Regions from separate parts of the Oryctolagus cuniculus genome. Here region 1 is linked to region 2. Evidence: chromatin contacts called from public Hi-C data. All regions are on one chromosome and are shown on one strand. Each heading gives the region's core, a stretch centred on a gene start, on an enhancer-like site or on the middle of the called end of the contact. The rest is flanking DNA. Distances are from core to core; before and after follow the strand shown. Region 1 holds the start of BTBD18 (BTB domain containing 18). Region 2 overlaps CTNND1 (catenin delta 1).

Region 1 (2,736 bases), core at 2-2,501, 47 kb before region 2:
ACGAGGTATCAAGTCATCTCTAGGAACCCTATGTGCCTTTTCTCTGAGCACGCACTGCCAACACTAGCCAGCAGAGGGTGCACGACAAAGCAGAGACGCCCCTGAACTCCGCAGGAAGTTCGCTCAGAAAGGAGGATACTGCCACCCTCGGGTCAATGTCCTAGACCAAAGTTAAGCCTGACTGACCCTGGGACCTGGCCACGAGTTTGGCTTTTCATTTTGCCTGTCTAGTTAATTACCCGGCTGACAACAGAGTAAGGAGAGCTAAGCAGCCTGCCCCTCACCAAACAAACGATATTCTAACGTCGGGCCCACGACATTTCCAATTTTCCTTTGCACTGAAATCCCCACACTCACTGCACGGCTGTGTTCCTTTCCTGGCATGCAGTTTTTGTCAGGTGGCACTGAGGGTCTGGATAGTTCACGTCAAAACTATCAGGAAAGAAAAGAATTGAAAGGTCAATTCAGAGAGGGCAGGCTCAATGCCAATTCCAGCAAGAGACATGGGTGAAGGGTGGCTGCCGCGCAAGGGCCCTGGGGAAGCTTCCCAAACACCAGCCGCCTGGCCCAGCCCCCAGACCCAACCTGGGATAGCCTTGCTGTAGGATCTGCTGCTCTGTGCACTTTCTGTGCTTAGGTCCTCTGTCCAGCCTGCCTTGCCTCCTCCCTATGGCCAGCTTCGCACCGACAGAGTGCGCCAAGCAGCGCAGGTGGGCCCACGGCCCCGGGTGGGTCTCTTCCCCGGCCAGAACCACAGAAATCGGGGCTGGCGGAGAAAGCACGGCTTCAGGGAAGGCCCTGCAGAGCTGGGTGTCCCGAACGCTCCGGGTGCCCCGGGCCCAACTCCTTTGAAAAGAGACCTCTCGGCGCAATGGTTTCTGGGAATGGAGCCTGGGCAATCCCGGAGGGCCGAACTCAGCGCTGTCCCTCACGGCCACCTGTGGCCGCAGAGGCTTTGCAGTCACCCCCCTGGAGCTCTCCGTGCCCACATGCACTGGGCAGTGGTGACAGCGAGGGCCCGAGGCCACGCGACCCACACCGCACACCACGCGCCGCCGCCCTCGCGCACGGCGCGACGCGGGGCCGAAGGTCCTTCCTCCTCCCCGAGCCCTCGGGCCTACGCCTTCCTGAGTACGTCATCCCCATTGGCCGAAGGCCCCGCGGAGAACCAATCAGAGGAGGAGGAAAGCTTTGGGCGGGAGACTAAGTCTCGAGGGACTTGGCTGAGGGAAGATGGCTGGGCTGCTGCAAGAGGTAGGGGGAAGGGCCCTTTACTGAAACCGCGTTCATCTTTGGTCCTGGATGAAGGCACACCAAAGAGGGGGTCGGGATACCCCTTTAGGGTGGGTTCCGAGGCAATTGAAAGATGCCTCCGTCTTCCCCTTGAAGAGGCTGCAAATGGTTTTAGCCGTGCTGAGAGCTTGCCGGGCTTCGTGGAGGAAGAAGCCTCAGAATGAGCTGCTGACTGACCCGTTAGTGCTGATACTTTAATCTAGACATGTCTGAACACTAGAAATGTTCTGGAACAAGGTTATTGGGCAAGTTTCTGAATTTGGTTTTTTTCCCCAGAATCCCGCTCCAATCCTGAATCTCAAACCCATAACCCGAGAGAATTGTAGAAACTTCTCCCTGGAGGGGTCTGCTGTGACCGTCCTGAGACCTTTTATGTACTTCGGTTCTTGACTGGAAACACCTTTTTTCAGAGATGATACTAAAAGTTAAATGATCCAAATTTATCATTTATATAGGGAATGCCAACTCACAGTACAAATCTGGTCAGTAATTTGGCCTGTGTGTTTTACTCTCCCTCGGTAGTTGTCAGTTAATGTCCAGCTCTGGGAGAAAAGGGCTGGATCCAAGGTTTTGGTAACAAAGTGCGGTTAATTAAAGCCAAGCAGCGTTCGCTGTTGCCAGCTGCAGGTGGTAGAAAGGAATTTGCCTAAGAAAGGACAAAATGTGGGGGTGAGTAGTATCATGTGCTCAATATGTCTTTATTGATACCTAACACCTTTTCAAAAAGGACTTGAGGGGCTGGCGCTGTGGCGTAGCGGGTTAAGCTGCCGCCTGCAGTGCAGGCATCCCATATAGGTGCTGGTTTGGGTCTCGGCTACTCCACTTCTATCTATCTATCTATCTATCTATCTATCTATCTATTTGACAGATAGACAGTGAGAGAGAGAGAGACAGAGAGAAAGGTCTTCCTTCCGTTGGTTCACCTCCCAAATGGCTGCTATGGCCGGCGCTGTGCCGATCTGAAGCCAAGAGCCAAGTGCTTCTTCCTGGTCTCCCATGCGGGTGCAGGGCCCAAGCACTTGGGCCATCCTCCACTGCCCTCCCGGGCCATAGCAGAAAGCTGGACTGGAAGAGGAGCCACCGGGTCTAGAACCCAGTGCCCATATAGGATGGCGGCGCCGCAGGCGGAGGATTAACCAAGTGAGCCATGGCCGGCCCCGGCTGCTCCACTTCTGATCCAGCTCTCTGCTATGGCCTGGGAAAGCAGAGCTAGAATTGGGAGCAGAGCCAGGACTTACAGCAAGGTGCTACTGAGTGCAATGCAGGCATTGTGAATGCCATCCTGATCGCTTCACCCAATGCTCATCCCATATATATATATATATATGTATATATATATATATACTTTCTATACTATATATATAGTATAGAAAGGATTTGAGATAATGAACTGAAATGGTTCAGGAAGTGTGCTTCCAAGTCAGGCAATATTTTCCTTACTTT
Region 2 (2,700 bases), core at 137-2,636:
GATTTGTGGTGGCTATTGGTCTGTGTCCTAAAGGATGAATTTTGATTGTATGCTACAGTTTCTGCCTTTCTGGCTAAGATCTGACCCTTTCTGATGATCGAGAGGTGCCTGTTGCCTGGACTCATGGAATATTCCCTGTCTTATTCTTTGAATTTCCTTAACTTCTGGTTTGGTATTAAGAATAGAGTTGAGGGGCCAGCGTTGTGGCATAGTAGGCTAAGCCTCTGCCTGCTTGCTGGCATCCCATATGGGTACCAATTCATGTCTTGGCTGCTCCTCTTCTGATCTAGCTGTCTGCCATGGCCTGGGAGAGTAGTAGAAAATGGCCCATGTGCTTGGGGTCCTGTACCCACATGGGAGACCCAGAAGAAACTCCTGGCTTTGGATCTGCCTAGCTCTGGCTGTTGCGGCCATTTGGGGAGTGAACCAGCAGATGGAAGCTCTCTCTCTCTGTAACTCTAGCTCTCAAAAGAAGAGTTGAGTTTTAGGCTTTTGGAGCCAGAAGAGATAAGGGTGTATATAACAATTCTCACAGTGGTTCTAATCTATGTTAAAAACAGATCTTGACCTCATATGGACCCTGACAACTTTGTGCTTAGAGTCTTACATATAAAGTGAAGCGGGGGTGGCATCTGTGAGGGGTACATTATCAAAAATGCTGACAGTTTCCTAAGCAGTTGCATACTCTGAGTTTTCTTGTTCTTGGGTATTCTTTGGTGATATGAAAAGGCAGTGAATGATGTTTGGACTGGTAGATGTGTTGCCTTGCTACCTTGATAGAACGCTTTAGAAGAGGGTTGGTAGATGTTTTCTAAAGGACCTGTTTTAGGCTTTGTGGGCTATAAATCATAATTCTTGTCAAATGTTCTGGTTTTTTTTCTTAAGCTTTTAAAAATTATAACTTATGTGAAAATAAGTTTGGTTCATGAGCTATAAGCCCTGCTTTAGAATTACCAGTGAATGTTTTCTAGGCAAAGAGGAATAGTAAGAAATAAGGGAAGGTTTACAGCTATCTTGATGGTAAGAGTTCTCTGGTAGTTGTTGCTGAATTTCTGTATGTGGGGTCATGACCTTCTAAAGTGAATGGCTTGGTGCTTATTTTCCTCATATATTAGGTAGTATTAGCTAATAGTGAATTGGGCTGGGTGCAGGAGTAGAGGCCCCATTATCTAAGCCTGAGTCACTCACCTTTCAGGTGTCTTGGGTAGCTAATCCACCTCCCCTGTGACTCACCTTTTATTCCTGGAGGGGTACCAGACTTCAGCTGGTGCAAGCTAGAGCGATGGTGAATAACAGCTATCACTGAAGCAGTCTGACTAGGGTGTTGGCTCCAGTGTAAGTCTGCTTTTTCTGACTTCCTCATTAGTGAAGAGTAATTGGACCCAAGTGATTGTGCCTGGCTAGGTCTTTTTTTTTTTTTTTTTTTTTTTTTTTTTTTAACTGTGGCGGTTGACATAGAGAGGATTTTGAGACTGGTTCTTGGCTTTGTTCCAGGGTTGCATTGGACTTAAACCTGTTGACTAGCAAGAACATTTGCTGCTTCCTGTTCCAGCCCTAAGAGAGTAATACAAGGTTAAACTCAAACCGAGGCTGTGATTACTTTGGTTCTGGCTGTTCCTCAGCCACTAGCTATGTGTTCTTAAGCAAGTCATTTGATCTGAGTACAGCTGTTATTTGTACAACAAAAGAAAAAATATCTTTATCCACTGTCTATATATGAAGGACACGTAAGATAGAAGTCTCCTGAGTGACTTAAGTCTGGTAATAATTGCTTTTGTAATGTTTATATTGAAATAAAAGTAAAATATGCTCAAAACAGAGCTGGAAAAACCCAGAAAAGCACACCATCCACTGATAAAGAATCACTGTTAACATGTTGTTGCATTTCCTTTGAATTCTTTTTCCTGTATGTGGAAACAAATCTACCATGTTTTTCTTTTTTTTTTTTTCTGCTACTAAAATAGAATTTTATAACATGCAGTCTAGTAGCCTGGTTTTAAAACAACCATATAACCTGTTTATTTTGTTTTAATGTTATTTTAAGAGTCCTTTTAAACTAAATTCCTTGTTCCTCTGAATCAGTGTTGAGTGGTTGATGTTGATACCTGAAGCAGATCTGCTCAGGATAACCTTGAATGTTTGGTGACAGTGGGGGTGGTTTTGTGGAACAAACTACAGTCTTACTTGGAGAGTTCTGTACAATAGATTCTCCTCCAGTGGGAGCTAGAGAGACGACTCACAGATAAAGGAATGGATTTCTTCTTCCTGGTGGTTATGAATAAATAATAGTGTGACAGACTCACCCTCTAGTGGTGGTTAGTAGTACTGAAACAGGAAGAATCTGGTTTGACTTTTCTCTTACCTTCATTTGCTTTGTCTCTGTTCCTTTTGGCTGGGCATCCTACATGATAGTTGGAGATATTGCCTTTAGAAAATGAAAGATGAAAATCATTGCAAACATTTGTTGAGCAGCAGAAATGGATTGCGTTGAACTGTGAAAATTAATCTTCAAGCTTATAACTCATCAGTACCAAAGATAGATCTACATATGATGTAGCAAGAAGTCCTTTATTATTATTTATTATTTTCTTTATCCTATTCTGAAAATAGGAAAGGAGATGCTTGAATACTTCAATGTGTGTAAGGGTTTTATCCCTGTTTCCTATGTGTTAATACCTCATTTCCTGTTTAGTGAAGGGC

The links. Hi-C and Micro-C count contacts between places; a contact is called where the count stands out from the background.
Region 1: a contact with region 2 is called in a Hi-C map of skin fibroblasts, with 3 times the contacts expected there. The contact joins the promoter of BTBD18 here to the enhancer-like site in region 2. A contact is called at or near these places in 6 of 6 Hi-C or Micro-C datasets (ear pinna, embryonic fibroblasts, liver and 3 more).

What each region holds. Positions count from the first base shown.
Region 1 is chr1:14,419,566-14,422,301 of mOryCun1.1, reverse strand. BTBD18 (BTB domain containing 18) reads right to left here and starts at 1,251. Exons shown (of 3, transcript XM_070070152.1): 1 at 586-1,251; 2 at 1-432.
Region 2 is chr1:14,372,822-14,375,521 of mOryCun1.1, reverse strand. The region is part of intron 5 of CTNND1 (catenin delta 1); the gene reads left to right. Among named protein-coding and RNA genes, the nearest start is that of CTNND1, 39 kb to the left of the region's middle. Within about 2 kb of position 1,386, at least 2 of the 8 cell types and tissues checked have an H3K27ac peak or open chromatin away from gene starts, as enhancers often do.